3 separate regions of the Sus scrofa genome follow, and all the other regions are linked to region 1. Evidence: chromatin contacts called from public Hi-C and promoter capture Hi-C data. All regions are on one chromosome and are shown on one strand. The core of a region is the stretch at or near the end of the contact, and the rest is flanking DNA. Distances in the headings are between cores, read along the strand shown.

What was found. Promoter capture Hi-C pulls out the DNA fragments that hold promoters and counts their contacts. Hi-C and Micro-C count contacts between places; a contact is called where the count stands out from the background.
Region 2: a promoter capture Hi-C map of liver shows a contact between it and region 1, with 7 times the contacts expected there. The contact joins the promoter of XPA here to the enhancer-like site in region 1. A contact is called at or near these places in 2 of 5 promoter capture datasets (fetal liver and liver), 9 of 47 Hi-C or Micro-C datasets (embryonic fibroblasts, heart right ventricle, liver and 4 more) and 1 of 2 datasets of contacts at active chromatin or transcription factors (alveolar macrophages).
Region 3: a contact with region 1 is called in a Hi-C map of liver, with 4 times the contacts expected there. The contact joins two enhancer-like sites. A contact is called at or near these places in 9 of 47 Hi-C or Micro-C datasets (adipocytes, alveolar macrophages, embryonic fibroblasts and 4 more) and 1 of 2 datasets of contacts at active chromatin or transcription factors (alveolar macrophages).

Annotation. Positions count from the first base shown.
Region 1 is chr1:239,764,109-239,769,211 of Sscrofa11.1, reverse strand. TRMO (tRNA methyltransferase O) reads left to right here. Exons shown (of 6, transcript NM_001243624.1): 6 at 109-548. The coding sequence ends at 368. Among named protein-coding and RNA genes, the nearest start is that of TRMO, 20 kb to the left of the region's middle. Within about 2 kb of position 3,186, at least 2 of the 83 cell types and tissues checked have an H3K27ac peak or open chromatin away from gene starts, as enhancers often do. A contact at or near this core is called in liver, where this site is marked.
Region 2 is chr1:239,566,381-239,571,483 of Sscrofa11.1, reverse strand. It overlaps XPA (DNA repair protein complementing XP-A cells), which reads left to right and starts at 2,895. Exons shown (of 7, transcript XR_301366.3): 1 at 2,895-3,117.
Region 3 is chr1:239,590,433-239,595,535 of Sscrofa11.1, reverse strand. No RefSeq gene overlaps it. Among named protein-coding and RNA genes, the nearest start is that of XPA, 24 kb to the right of the region's middle. Within about 2 kb of position 2,950, at least 4 of the 83 cell types and tissues checked have an H3K27ac peak or open chromatin away from gene starts, as enhancers often do. A contact at or near this core is called in liver, where this site is marked.

The sequences.
Region 1 (5,103 bases), core at 1,937-4,436:
ATTTCCAAGCGATATTCAAGGAACCAGCCCATCCCCACGTTGAAATTCACTGTACTGAAATTTGACCTGCATGATTTTGAGCATTAAGTTGTGTTCTTCTCATTGCAGGTGTTGGCCGGGCTTCATTTAAATATTTTCAATCAGCAGAAGAAGTGAAGCGTGCCATTGAGGCAGTGCTTTCAGCTGACCCTCGGTCTGTGTATCGGCGGAAACTCTGCCAGGATCGCCTTTTCTACTTCACAGTAGACATAGCACACGTCACCTGCTGGTTTGGTGATGGTTTTGCAGAGGTACTAAAGATCAAGCCAGCTTCTGAACCTGTTCAGATGAGTGACGCTGCAGAGTCCTTGGTGTCTCTGGGATCGTGAGTAGCCTCCGTCACGTCTTTAAAATGGATGAATTGAAGTTCCCATCGTGGTGCAGCGGAAACGAATCTGACTAGGAACCATGAGGTTGGGGTTTGATCCCTGGCCTCGCTCAGTGGGTTGAGGATCCAGCATTGCCATGAGCTGTGGTGTAGGTTGCAGATGTGGCTTGGATCCTGTGTGACCGTGGCTGTGGCATAGGCTGGCAGCTATAGCTCCGATTCGACCCCTTGCCTGGGTGTGGTCCTAAAAAGCAAACAAAAAAACAAACCAGAAAAACAGCTAAATTGACTTCGGGTGTGGCTGTTGGATTTTCTGTACAAGTTAATGATGTACCTTTTTTGTTTTGTTTGGTTTTGTTTTTTGGCCACCCTACGGCATATGGAATTCCTGGGCCAGGGATCAGATCTGAGCCACAGTCTTGACCCAAACCGCAGCTGTGGCAACACCAGATCCTTAACCTACTGTGCCAGGCTGGGGATCGAACCTGCATCCCACAACTCCCAAGAGGCCACTGATCCCGTTGCACCACAGTGGGAACTCCAGTGATTTATCTTCCTTGTAGAAAGAAGCAGCACTTTGTGATCCCATTGCTTTGATTGACTTGGGTTGTTCAGAATATTTATTTGAAAAACATGTATTTTAATAAAAACTAAGAAAAAATTTGGAGAAATCACCGTATGACTGATTGCTTTTGATCTATTAATATTGAAGAATCCAAAGGTAATGCTGTCTCCATGTTTTCTGAAAGAAGCCAATTGTTCTTAGCACTTGATAAAACTGGGCTTAAGCTGGGGGGGGTGGTGTGTGGATGTGTTCAACAATTATATCGTTTCTTTTGTTTGAAAAAGCCTGACCTCTGTATTCTAAATCAGACTGAGTTATAATATCTTAAACTAACAAATCAAAACCAAGCTATTATAAAGATCTTTCAAGCTCAAACCCCAGTGTTTCAGACTCACACACATACAGACATGTATGTGTATATATTTAATCTTGATTCCAAAATAGAGACTCAAAGATTTCTTTGGATGTCTTTGTATCAGGAAAGAAAGTCACTTTGAGAAATCCAAGAAAGTAACTTAATTACTAGTTTATTTCATGATTGAGAGTTAGATTTTGGTGATAGAATGAGATGAAAAGGATGCACTTCTTGTTGCAAGTCGTAGTTGTGGAGAAAGAAGACACAAGCACATTGTTGTATTACAGTTAGATAAGTAGAGTAATTAAGTCTGTACATGGTTCCTGTGAGTACCACATGGGAAGCAGCTGCAAGAATGTATTGCCTATAGGTGATTTTAACAATGTGAGTGCAGACAGCTGGAGATTTATGATCAGCGTAACCAAATCAGACACCTGTCAACATGACAGAGGCTTTCCTAATCACAGCTGTAAATCTTAATAGCTGATTGATCATGGTTTTGAAATGAACCCAGCTGCCTGTGGATACTTGCACAGAGTCTTTAGTGGCTGATGACACTCCATGGCTGAAACAAACTGGGTTGTCTTTGCAGTTAGTTCGAACCTCTTGGGGAAGTATCTTTAATTTGATTTTTAAAAGCTTTTTATTTTGAGATAATTATAGATTCACAGGAAGCTGCAAAAATAGTGCTGAGGGCCCGTGTATCCTTTACCTAGCTTATTCCCGTGATAATATCTTACATAACTATGGTATCATGTTAAAACTAGGAAGTTGACATTGGTACAGTCTACCCTTTGCTCCAATTTTGAATTCTTTTCTCCTAAGTTTACCTTGACTCAGGTCTTGAAGTACAAATTTTGATATTTAATATGGAAAAAATAACTCTGAGGACAGTACCAACCAGCCTTCTAGCAAGGGGACTGTTCCGTGGTTTGGGGTTTTAATATACATTCTCAGGGTTTTAGAACTAAAATCCCAAATATAATTCAGCTTAGTGCTCTGCCAGCTCACTAGTCTCTTCCATGTTCCCAGTGTTTGGCCTTCTCCGCCTCCTTAAACCCAGCAGCGACGACCCTTCACCCCTGCCCAGGGAGCTCATTATTAAAGTGCTCTTCCTTTATGGGAGATCATATCTGTTCACTGATAACTCCACCCTCTAGTGCAGCCACAGGTAAAGCTGATCAGGTGCCCATGTTTTCTCATATAATATGTTCTTAAGCCTCATCCTACCCCCAATCCTTGAATCCCTGTCTGAACTTTTGTCTCTAGACAAGTATTTTCAGTGTCCTCTTGTGAGGAAATTTGGATCTCTGGGTCACAAAACTTCCATCCCTCAGAAAGAGAAATCATTTAAAGTAAATCTATTCTGGTCCATCTTGGAAACCCAAAAGAGAGAGATGCAAATGACATCCATCTTAGAGTTTAGCTTTTGCTTTTTGGTGCCTGTAGGGGGAGCCCTTGATAGCTTTCACCAGCTTGGCGATAAACTCCAGTTCAAGCTGTTTAGGTAATTTTGGCTTTCAGCCCACCTGCCCCGGCTTTCCAGAACAGTAACTTCCGCAAGAAATGCTGATACTTGTCAATCACATACAGGAAGAGATTAGAAGGATGGGTGCCATTTATTCAATTTTTAAATTGTAATTTGGCATAATGGGTGAGTTATTCCGGCACGTGGAGGCTGTGCACAAGCAGGTAGACTCATTAACGAAATCCATGAGTCGTGTTTGTCAACTTTGTTGGTTAGATTTTTATGATATGGTCCCAAAGGAGGCAGATGAGGACTCAGTAATAATGAAAATGTGTAGTAGTCCCTGAACTTTCAGCTTGTCCTTGGCACTGGGCTAATGCTTTCTCTGCATTGATCAGAGGTTAAGTCACGTGCTCAAGCTCACACAGCTGGTCAGCCAAGCAGCGAGGGTTTCAGTGCATGCAGCCTGGCTTCAGAGTTGGTTCCCTCCCCAGCTTGCCTCCCCCATCTGCAGATGCAGATGCTGCAGGTGCAGATGCTGAGCAAACCAAGCTGCTTTGTTTGAGGGTGGGCAGCTCCATATGCTGCAGAAGCTCCGGCTGCTTCACTTAGAGCGATGTTCATGGGAATCCAGTCACTAAATGGAGAGCAGGGAGAGGAATCAGGGCAGAACTGCCCATTCCCGCTGGTTCTGCCTGGAACCTCCTCAGAAGCAGTGTGGGAGGTGCCTCAGAAAACGTGCCACTCTCTGCTCTGCACTGTGCTAGCTGTGTGACCCTGAGGGAGTCACTGCTTCTGTCTCTACTTCCTGACCTCACAGAACTGTTACCAGGATGCTACTTGGGGAAGTATTTTCTTTTTCTTCTTCTTTTTGGCCGTACCTGTGGCATGTGGAAATTCCCAGGCCAGGGATCAAACCTGTACCACAGAAGTATCCAGAGCCGCAGCAGTGATAATGCTGGATCCTTAACTAGCTGAGCCACTGGGAAGTATTTTTAAACTCTTCCATGGTCTGTAAATGTAGGTCATTTTAAAATTATGCCTGTCAGCATCAACACCATTTCTCTGCCACTGTGCTCTGGCTTACCTGGCTAGACATGCAGACTCAGGAGAATCCAGGGTCCCTAAAATCTCATGTATGCATGGCCTTGTTTTATTATTATTATCATGACAGAAATTTTTTTTAAAGGACTTGTTTTAGCAAGTTACAGGATATTTTGCTAAGGGAATTATCACCAAGTGCTCCCTCTCCCACCTTAAGGACCCAGTGACAAGATGCCACCTGCCTACCTGGCTTTTCCTCCTGAGGTTGCACACATACCAGGAGCCACCTTCATTGCAGGTCCCCGCTCAGTCCCTTTCTTATGTATGATCCTTTTTAGCACCCTTTCTCTCCCACCTTCTTTCCTGATTTCAGCCCAGGTATTTCACAGTAGTCTCCCTTTCTTTTATAAGAAAGTAGAATTGGGAGTTCCTGTCATGGCGGTTAACAAACCTGAGTGGCATCCATGAGGATGCAGGTTTGATCGCTGGCCTTTTTCAGTGGGTTAAGGATCCGATGTTGCCGTGAGCTGTGGTGTAGGTTGTAGACGCAGCTCAGATCCCGTGTTGCTTTGTTCCTGGCGTAGGCTGGCAGCTACAGCTCCAATTGGACCCCTAGCCTGAGAACCTCCATATGCCGTGGGTTTGGCTCTAAAGAGACAGAAAGAAAAAAAAAAAAAGTAGAATTGTAATCATGGTGTGAAATTTTTAACGGAAGTTCTACCTCTGTGACAGAGAAGAGGTAAGCCATAAGGATTAAGGATTAAAGCTCAGTGAAATATAATAGGGATTTTTGGTCATTATTGACAATAAGGTTCCTCATCTAGGTAGCCACTGCATGACTTCCCAGCATCCTCACTATTCTGCTGTCTGCCCCTTCTCTGCCCTTGTGTGTTCCAGGAGATGCACCTCACAGAGGACTGAAGGTTTAGGTCCAGGAACATGACTGTGATCAAACACAAGAAAAAGCCTTTTCATTGCTCACAGTAGGGCAACAACTTAGGGATACACTCTGTGTTCTGACAGAGGGGGCCACTTGCCCTGTGAATTCATACTGCACAAACCAATCAAATTTGAGTCATTGTATATTTATGTTGCACTTTTACAAAAAAAGGTAGGGTTGGAGTTAGGGTTGTGGCCAACTAGTATCCATGAGGATGAGAGTTCGATTCCTGGCCCACTCAGTGGGTTAAGGATCTGGTATTACTTCGAGCTACATCCAGATCACAGAGGCAATTCAGATCTGGCATTGCTGTGGCTGTGGAGTAGGCAGGTGGCTACGGCTCCAATTCAGACACTAGCCTGAG
Region 2 (5,103 bases), core at 1,646-4,145, 200 kb after region 1:
GTTTTATTTTGTGCATATGCATTTATTCGCAAGATGTGTCCTAAGATAACTGCTTCTTCAGTTTACACCATTTTGGCTTACCAAAGATTTCTTAGGAATGCTCTACTTTTTTTTTTTTTGGTCATGGAAAGATCTCTTTTTTTCCAATTAAAATTTTTTTCTTTTAGTTGATTTATAGTGTTCTGTCAGTTTCTTTCTTTTTTCTTTCTTTCTTTCTTTTTTTTTTTTTTTTGCTTTTTATGGCCAAAAAAAGCTGCAGCATATGGAAATTCCCAGGCTAGGGGTCCAATCAGAGCACAGCTGCCGGCCTATGCCACTGCCACAGCAATGCGGGATCCAAGCTGTGTCTGTGACCTACACCACAGCTCACAGCAATGTTGGATCCTAAGCCCACTGATCGAGGCCAGGAATAGAACCTGCATCCTCATGGATACTGGTCTGGTTCATTACCACTGAGCCACAATGGGAACTCCTGTCAATTTCTGCTGTACAGCAAAGTGACTCAGTCATACATATATACACATTCTTTTTCTCATATTTCTATCATATTCTATCACAAGTGACTGGATATACTTCCCAATGCTATTAAGCAAGACTTCCTTGCTTACCCATGCCGAAAGTAGTAGTTTGCATCTGCTAACCCCAGACTCCCAGTCCATCCTACTTCCTCCCCCTCCCCCTTGGCAACTACGAGTCTGTTTTCCACGTCTTTGAGTTTTTTTCCTGTGCTATAGATAGGTCCATCTGTGCCATATTTTATTTTATTTTTTTAAGGCCTCACTGGTGGCATATGGAAGTTCCCAGGCTAGGTGTTGAATCAGAGCTACAGCTGACAGCCACAGCCACAGCAACATGGGACCCAAACCGCATCTGTCACCTACACCACAGCTCACAGCAATGCCGGATCCTTAACCCACTGAGTGAGGAGGCCAGGGATCAAACCTGCATCCTTATGGATACCAGCTGGGCTCATTACCACTGAGCCACAACAGGAACTTCCTGTGCCATATTTTAGATTCTACATATAAGTGATATATGGTATTTGTCTTTCTCTTTCTAACTTAATTCACTTAGTATGAGACTCTCTAGTTCCATCCATGTTGCTGCAAATGACATTGTTCCTTTTTATGGCCAAGTAGTATTCCATTGTGTATATGTACCACATCGTCTGCATCCATTCATCTACTGATGGACATTTAGGTTGTTTCCATGTCTTGGCTATTGTGAATAGTGCTGCAGTGAACATAGGGGTGCATGTATCTTTCTGAATGAAAATTTTGTTTGGGTATATGCCCAGGTATATGCTGGATCATATGGTAGTTCTATATTTAGTTTTCTGAGGATCCTCCATACTCTTTTCCATAGTCGTTGTACCAATTTACAAGGAATGCTCTACTTTTGTATGGGGGCATGGAAACCTGTATATGATTTGCACACATTTTCTCCCATTCTGTGAATTGTCTTTTCACTTTTTTGATAGTATCCTTTGATGTGCAAAACTTACTACTTATTTACTTATTTATTTATTTATTTGTCTTTTTGCCTTTTTCTAGGGCTGAATATGGAGGTTCCCAGGCTAGGGGTCTAATCAGAGCTGTAGCCGCCAGCCTACGCAAGAGCCACAGCAACTCGGGATCCGAACCGTGTCTGCGACCTACACCCACAGCTCACAGCAAATGCCAGATCCTTAACCCACTAAGGGAGGCCAGGGACCGAACCCGCAACCTCATGGTTCCTAGTTGGATTCGTTAACCACTGAGCCACGACGGGAACTCCAAAAGTCACTAATTTTTATTAAGTTAATTTATCTAATTTTATCCTGTTTGTGCTTTCGTTATCATATGAAACTTGAGATTTTATCATGGGACAAGATCAATGGATAGGGAGCGAGAGGAATTTGAGGGGAAAAGGAGTAGGGATGGTTTGAAATCTGTCTCCAGTTCAACTAGGAGATCGCAGCACTTATTTACTCTATAGAAGGTCCTCCAGCTTAGATATACATATAACTGATTGACTAAAACCACTAGGTTGTGCTTCTCAAACTGTGAATGTTAGGTATTATCCAGTGGGCCAGTTTGTTCTAAGAACTAGTCCCAATGGTATAAGTGGTAATTAGAACTTAATGTTTTCTGGCTTCAATTAAGTTTTATTGTCATAAAAAAATACATTTTTAGGAAAGCATGCCATATTTATTTTGCTTCATTTGCCACACTTTTGGGAAGTCAGGGTTTAGCTCAAATCCAAAGTAAGTTCATCCACACTCTAGAAATATTCCATGGAAAAGTTAGCCAAACTTACGCATACCAGCTTTGGTAATTGGTGCTGCCTTTGCCTTTTGTCACCCAGAGTTTAAACCCAGGTGTTCTCATTTCAAATCTATGACTCTGTCTAGGCCAGAATTTCAAAGTAGTCATACCAATCATCCGCTGATTTCTTTTGATTGAAACTACTGTTACTACTAACTGCCATCATTTTGGGAAGCTTTCTATGTGCCAGGCATTGTGCGGAAAGACTACATCTAATTTTCTCAACAACTCTATTAAGTGGTTCTGTAATTATCCTCATTTTACTACTGTTGAAACTGAACTCAGGGTAAGTGACTTACTGAAGGCCACGCAGATGGCAAGTGTCAGAACTAAGATTTCATCCAAGTCTGACTCCAATGCCCATGTGCTGAACCACCAAGCGAAGCTATTATTTTAAAGATGACTGGGTCCTGAACACTGATCTTGGAACCAGCCGGCGACTTCAGAGTTACAAAGCCAACAAGTAAACTCCGCTCTGACGCTTGCGCAGATTCCAACTACCGCTCCTTTCTGCAAGTCCTTCTCAAAATGCGCAGGCGCGCTCCCTACCGCCAGCGCGGAGGCGGGGCCTCGACCAGCTTTGGCGTTTCAATGCGCCTGCGTGGGGGCTATTGCCACAGTCTTCTGGGGAGGTTGGACATGGCGGCTGCTGAAGGGTCTTCATCTCAGCCGGCGGCTTCAGAACAGCCGGCGGAGCTGCCTGCCTCAGTGCGGGCGAACATCGAGCGTAAGCGGCAGCGGGCGCTGATGTTGCGCCAGGCCCGGCTGGCGGCCCGGCCTTACCCAGCGACGACGGCTGCGGCTACCGGAGGTTTGGACCCTAGCGGCGTCTGCCCCATCTCTCTCCTGGCGGACCTGGGGCCCCGTCCTTGGTGTGGCGACCAGACCCTCCCCCGCAGTCCTCGGAGGGATTCAGCTCAGCTGGCCTTGTCACAGCGGGGTGTCCAAGACCACAGGGCGACTTCTGACTCCCAGCCCTGGCCTTGCCTCACGGCACCTGGGCGGTCCAGCGGCCGTCCTTGGCTTGGGGATGCCGCCGCCCTCGCTGTCGGGAGGAGCCAGGCAATGTCTCCGTTCTCCTTTTCTGTTCTCTGCCTGCAGCTTCCACCAGTCCCGGGATGGTCTTTGTATAAAGCTTTTAGACCTCGTAACACATTTTAGTAATCCTGCACCTGCTTCCTTATTCATCCATTTAACGCAGGGTGATTGAGTGCATATTCCCTAATTGGCACACAGTGCTTGCTACGTGCTGGGCGCAGAGAGGAGCAAACAGACATTAGCTACTGACTCCGTGGGGCTAACCGAGTGACAACTGTTGTGTGTCAAAGTTTCCAAGTAGCTAATTTGGCTCTCACAGCTAACCTGAAAATAATTAGGGCAGGGTTTGGTATCCATGTTTTACTGAGGAGATAATTGAGCGCCAGAAAGCGACAGAGGTTTGCTCAGGTTCGTCTCAGCAAGTGCAAAGGCTAATCTGGACTAGAACTCAGGTCATCTGACCCTCGGTTCAAGGTCTTGTTCACCAGCTTCCTTTGCTATACTAAGCATTTCTCTCACCCTTAGGAAGAAAGGCTGTTATTCTTGTGTTATTCTTGTCTGGATTTCATCTTCCCTTTATTAGGACAGCCCTTGGCTGTGCATTTGTCTATTTGCTTATCATGTATGTGTTTATCATATAACTCTCCACTGGGATCAAGTGGTAGTCTTCTCCATGGTACCTAAAATATAGTTTGATTGACATGTGATTCTTTAGGACTGCCTCCATGACACGAAGCACCTGTGTTCCTCAACCAACTGTGTAGTGTGTGAGCAGTTGAACACAAAACTGTATCATCTACTTAACCCTTTCATCAGCCAGGAGTAAGGAAGAGTGAAAAGAGCTAGCTGGGTGTCTTGAGATTCATACTGACACTGAATCTGAAAACCCTAGCCACTTTTAATGGTTCTGGTCTCAATGCAAAAAATTGTTCATTTGCATTGATAAATTCATATTTATGATTCCATAAAGGTTTCAAGACTTGTACTAAATGGCTGTGGAACAGGGGTACAAAATAGAGCATAAACTGGTATTAAACTTCTGATAATGGAAAGCAAGGTAGTATGAATATTTTTTAAGATTTCCTGGGCATTTACCAAAGAACCAAATTGTGCTGTAACAGTGTATGCAACCTGCAGTGCTTCAAGAGCCGAGATTTTTATCTTTGTAGTACTTTTATTTCAATGTACTGTATAATTTCCACTTTCTGTGTGTGGTATGACATAAGCCATGAAAAAAGATGAGAAGTTGCTTAGAATATGTTGCTAAGAGTAGTGTTAAGGGCCTGGGGGGCATAGCAAGGCATAAGAGTAGAGAGAAACTGGGCTTTGTTTTTGGCATATTTTAGCATTGTTCAGGATCCTGATCAAATTATCATCTTGATTATTCCAGTTTCCCTTAATTCTCATTGCACTCATAGTCATTCTGATCATTTGCTACACTTCATGAAATCAGAATCATATTTTGGTACATTCATCCATTTCTATCCATTCAGCAAAATTCACGGAATGCTTAATTATTTTTCAGAATTAGAGAAAAATGGTTCAGTCTAGTGGAGGGATATATAAAAAGGTAGTATGAGAAGTACTGTTAACAGAAACAGTACTTATACTCTAATCCCCTTATTTTTATATTTTAAAAAATTTTATTGGCGTGTAGTTGACTTAAAATATTTTATTAGCTTCAGGTGTACGGCAAAGTGAATCAGTTTTTTATGTATTTCTTTTTGGGTATGCTGGTGGGAGTGGTGGTATTTCATTA
Region 3 (5,103 bases), core at 1,701-4,200, 170 kb after region 1:
ACAGAGAATCCTAGAGGGCTTTTCTGCCACTAACTTAAAAAAGGAATCTGCTAGGGGTGTTAAGGGAGGGGGAATTCAATGAAGGCAGTCAAAAGGTTTAGACTTCCAGTTATAAGTAAGTACTGGGGATATAATATTCCACACATTAATATAATTAATACTGCTCTTTGTTACATATTAAAGTTAAGAGTAGATCCTAAGAGTTCTCATCACAAGGAAAAATTTTTTTTATTTTGTATCTACATGAGATGATAAATGGTCACGGAACTTGTGATAATCATTTCAAGATATATATAAGTCAAGTCATCATGCTGTATACCTTAAACTTGCATAGGGCTGTATGTCAATTATATTGCAATAAAACTGGAAGAAAAAAATACCAGAAAAAAGAATCTGCTAAAAATTTAGCCTGTGCATAAAACAATAAGCAAATATTTGTTAAGCTCTTGAAAAAAAATGCCTTTGTAACATCTTAAAAGAGGTTTTATATGCATGGTTTCATTTGAGCCTCATTACACTGCTGATATAGGAAGAAATTATCTTCTTTTCCAGATGAAGAAGTTGAGCCCCAGGAGTTTCCACTGTGACACAGTGGGTTAAAAATCTGACTGCAGTGGCTCGGGTCACCACGGAGGTGTAGGTTTGAGCCTCAGCCCAGTGCAGTGGGTTGAAAGATCCGGCATTGTGACATAAGTCACAGCTTGGGCTCGGATTCCCTGGCCCATATGCCTCTAGTGCAGTCATTAAAAAGAAAAAGAGAGAAAGAAAGGAAAGAAGAAAGAAGGAAAGAAAGATATTGAAGCCCAAATTGATTAACTGATTTCCCTAAAGTCACCCAGATATACATGGCAGAACCAGGTCTAGAAGCCCAAGTTTTCTAAGACCTGGTTCAGTGTCAGTGTGTGTCACAGGGCTTTGTTTTGACAGCTCAGTTGACGATGGTAAACTGTTTTCAGTGATTTTTAATAGCGTTTGTTAACATAAATTCTCGTGTAATATTCTCAAAGCTGGCCAACTGCATTATTATTATTATTTTCTCCTCTTTAGAGCCACACCCAAGGCATATGGAAATTCCCAGGCTAAGGAATCAGAACTACAGCTGCCAGCCCATGCCAGAGCCATAGCAATGCAGGATCTGAGCTGCATCTGAGACACATACCACAGCGCACGGCAATGCCAGATCCCTCACCCACTAAGTGAGGCCAGGGATTGAACCTGCATCCTCATGGATGCTAGTGGGATTCGTTTCCGCTGAGCCATGACAGGAACTCTCACTCCATTATTCTTTTTTTTTTTTTTTTTTTTTTTTTTTGCCATTTCTAGGGCCGCTCTCGCGGCATATGGAGGTTCCCAGGCTAGGGGTCCAGTCGGAGCTGTAGCCACCGGCCTACACCAGAGCCACAGCAACGCGGGATCCGAGCTGCGTCTGCAACCTACACCACAGCTCACGGCAACGCCAGATCCTTAACCCACTGAGCAAGGGCAGGGATCGAACCTGCAACCTCATGGTTCCTAGTTAGATTCGTTAACCACTGCGCCACAATGGGAACTCCTCACTCCATTATTCTTAAGAAGAAAAGACTTTCTACATAAAACTTTCCATTATAAACATAATACATTCTCACCACATAAAATCTGGAATATATAGAAAAAAGCAATATGAAAAAAATTCTCATAATCCCAACAGTTTCTTCTAGTTTTCTAGCATTTTCTTCTAGACCTTTTTTTTTCTCTGCATACTCATTTTTCTTATGTTAGTGTTAGTTAGAATGATTATCCTTGGTTAATATCTGTAATTTGACAATGTACAGTGATCTTTATTGATCTGTAAATGCCACTCCCCCCCGACCCCAATCTTTATGCTTTTCTTTCACAAGATGAACTAGGTATCTTGTTGTGCTGGAGAGTAAGGCAGTGCTAAAAGAAAAAAAAAAAATGGGGGGCAAGTCAAAAAGACATGGGAACTATCTTGAATAGGCTCCAACTAGCCAAATATGGGATAATTTGAGCATCAAAATAATTAAGAAAATATGGAATAGTAAACCATTGAAAAAATGGGAATCTATGAATCTGTACTGATAATAAATAGATGAATAATAAGTGGGTGAATACATAGAGGAGAGGAAAGGGCTCTTGCTTTCAGTAAAATGCTAACCAGTAAATGTGAAGGAGTGCTAAGGTTGGAAGATTAGCTTTTTGCAACCATCATGGTTAAGCTTGGTAGGAATAAGAATCATCATGCTGGCAGGAGCTCTTTAAGCTGAAATGAAAGGATGCTACTTAGTAACATGAAAACAAATGAAAGTATTAGACACACTGGTAGTTCCAAGGTCTCTGTTATAGTTGATTCTAGACCATTTAATTTGTTTCAAGTGAAAACTGATTGATTCTTTTAAACTCTACTGTGTTTATCTGTCTGTCTTGTCTATCTATCATATTTATCTATCTATCTATTGACCTGTCTGTCTGTCTATCTATCTATCTATCCATTCCTGGTGCCTCTAGATGTGAGAGAAGGGACACAAAGTGTTGGATATCCCTAGTTGTTGTAGGGCAAGGTGGCCAAACCTCCTTTCTGCCTCTTTCTGCTAATTCAGATAGCACTTCCCCTGTCCCACCACCATGTAAATAGCTTTGTTTCTCCAGATAGTATATTTTGTTGTTGTATTTTTTTAATGATAGGTAAAAAGAAAGAAGACATTTGATTTTGGAGAGTGGTAGACATTTATTAGAAACCTCCCACGTTGTTTTGCAGTTTCATACATTTTAGAAAGAATAAAGTCCAACTCAGGGAGACAAATATTTGAGAGTTATGTGTTGATTTAAGGGATGTTTACCCAAGCCAGGGGAGAATCATTTGCCACTAAAAGGTTCCCCATGCCCTGTCCCCTTCACCATGTCTCCCTGCAGAAGGTCAAGTGGACTTATGCACAGGCTCATTCCCCGCATACCTGATCAAAGGGCACACAGGGGTGGGAGACGTCACTGCTGTCAGGAGCAGCCGGCCAGTGGGGATTAGGATCAGAGGCCCATAGTTGCGGGGTAATTCACATACCCCATGCCCTTCCTTCAGAGGCAGAGGATCAGGACTTGTATCCATTGTGGATAGAACTTTAGAAAAAGAAACCGGGAGACCTAAGTCTAGCCATCATCAAGACCAGTGACCTCAAATGACATTCGCATGCTTTATTATGGTTTATCACATATGTCTCATCAGCCTTCTAAAGAGAAAAGGGGTATCTCTTGAAGGCTGAGTTCCAGCCCCAGATCAGCTGCTAACTCGTTGGGTAATCTTGGGCAGGTAAGTTGCCTTTTCTGGGACCCTGTTTCCTCATTTGTAAAATAAGTGATGGAGTAGGTAATGTTTAAATTGGTCTCTGGCTCTTCCTTTGGAACCCAGCTGACAACTCTGAGAGAGGTAGGGAAAAGCACATTATTCCATGTCACAGATTTTAAAAACTAAGGCTTCCAATGAGAGCAGTGTGGAGGTTCCTTAAAAAACTGGGAAGGGAGCTGCCATGTGATCCTGCGATCCTACTCCTGGGCATATATCTGGAGAAAACCATCATTTGGGGGATGAATGCACCCCACTGTTCACTGCAGCATGTTTATGGTGGTCAGGACATGGAAGCAGCCTGGGTGTCCATCATTGGAGAAGATGTCGTGTATATGAATATTGCTCAGCCATCAAAGGGAGAAATTTGCCATTTGCAGCAACATGGATGGACCTAGAAATTATTATGCTGGGTGAAATGGGCCAGAGAAAGACAAATATATCATATGATGTCATTATAAGTGGAATCTAAGAAAAAAAAAAGATGCAAATGAACTTAAGGAACAGAAATAGACTCACAGACATAAAAATAAACTTATGGTTACCAAAGGGGAAAGGGGAGGGGGGTGGAGGGATAAATTAGGAGGTTAGGATTAACACTGGTATATGTAGACTAGATAACCCACAAGGACCTACTCTGTAGCACAGGAAACTATACTCAGTATTTTGCAATAACCTATAAAGGAAAAGAGCCTGAAAAAGAGAGAGGGAGAGAGTGTGCGTGTGTGTATGTGTGTGTATCTGAAACTAAATCCCTTGATGAACACCTGAAGCTAACACAACATTGTTGTAAATCAACCATACTTCAGTTAAAAACATTTGGAGCTCCCACTGTGGCACAATGGGATCAGCAGCATCTTGGGAGTGCTGGGATGCAGGTTTGATCCCCAGCCCTGCACCGTGGATCTGGCATTGCTGCAACTGTGGCCTAGGTCACGACTGCAGCTTGGCTGTTATCCCTAGCCTGGGAGCTCCACATGCTGCAGGGCAGCCAAAAATGAAAAAAAAAAAAATGTTTACAAAAAAAACAAAACTGAGACTCACATAGTGGCAGAGTCTTGGCCAAAGTGTGAGTTGGAATTCCCTAAGTCCTGTGTTTTTCTGTTATATTTAAGGCCCTATTGCATAGTTGCCTTTGGAATTTTTATACTGCAAAATCATTGCAGGTGAAGAAACAGTGCAGATGAAGGCCCAGAATCCTGTCTTTGTAGCCCAGGCACATCCGTTTCTCTCTAATGCTCATTACTTTTTCTTTATGGGTTTCAAAAAATTGGCTTATGGATGTTATATAACCTTGGTTTTCCATCGACACTGAAAGAAGAACCCACAAACAGACAGTCCAAAATAATCCTGGAATGTGACAAGAATGCAGCCATCTCTGGCTTGTCAGCAAAATTCCAAGTGGAGAAGTGCTAAGCTGAGAAGTGCCCCCAACAGGCCATGCAAGTAGTAGTGACAGTAGTTTGCAAGATGGGATCTTTCTAGGCAGCTGTATATCAGTCTCTGCTGTGAGCTTCACCCTCGTCATCTGATTTAATCCTCGCTGCAGTCCTAGAGATATGAAACATCATCACTCCCACTATAGAGGGGAAGCCAAAGCCCGTTTAGGTTGGGGAGCTTGTCCAGAGAGCTCTCTGTGTTCGTGGTAGAATTTGGAATGTGGGAATTCCCGTCGTGGCGCAGTGGTTAATGAATCCGACTAGGAACCATGAGGTTGAGGGTTCGGTCCCTGCCCTTGCTCAATGGGTTAACGATCCGGCATTGCCGTG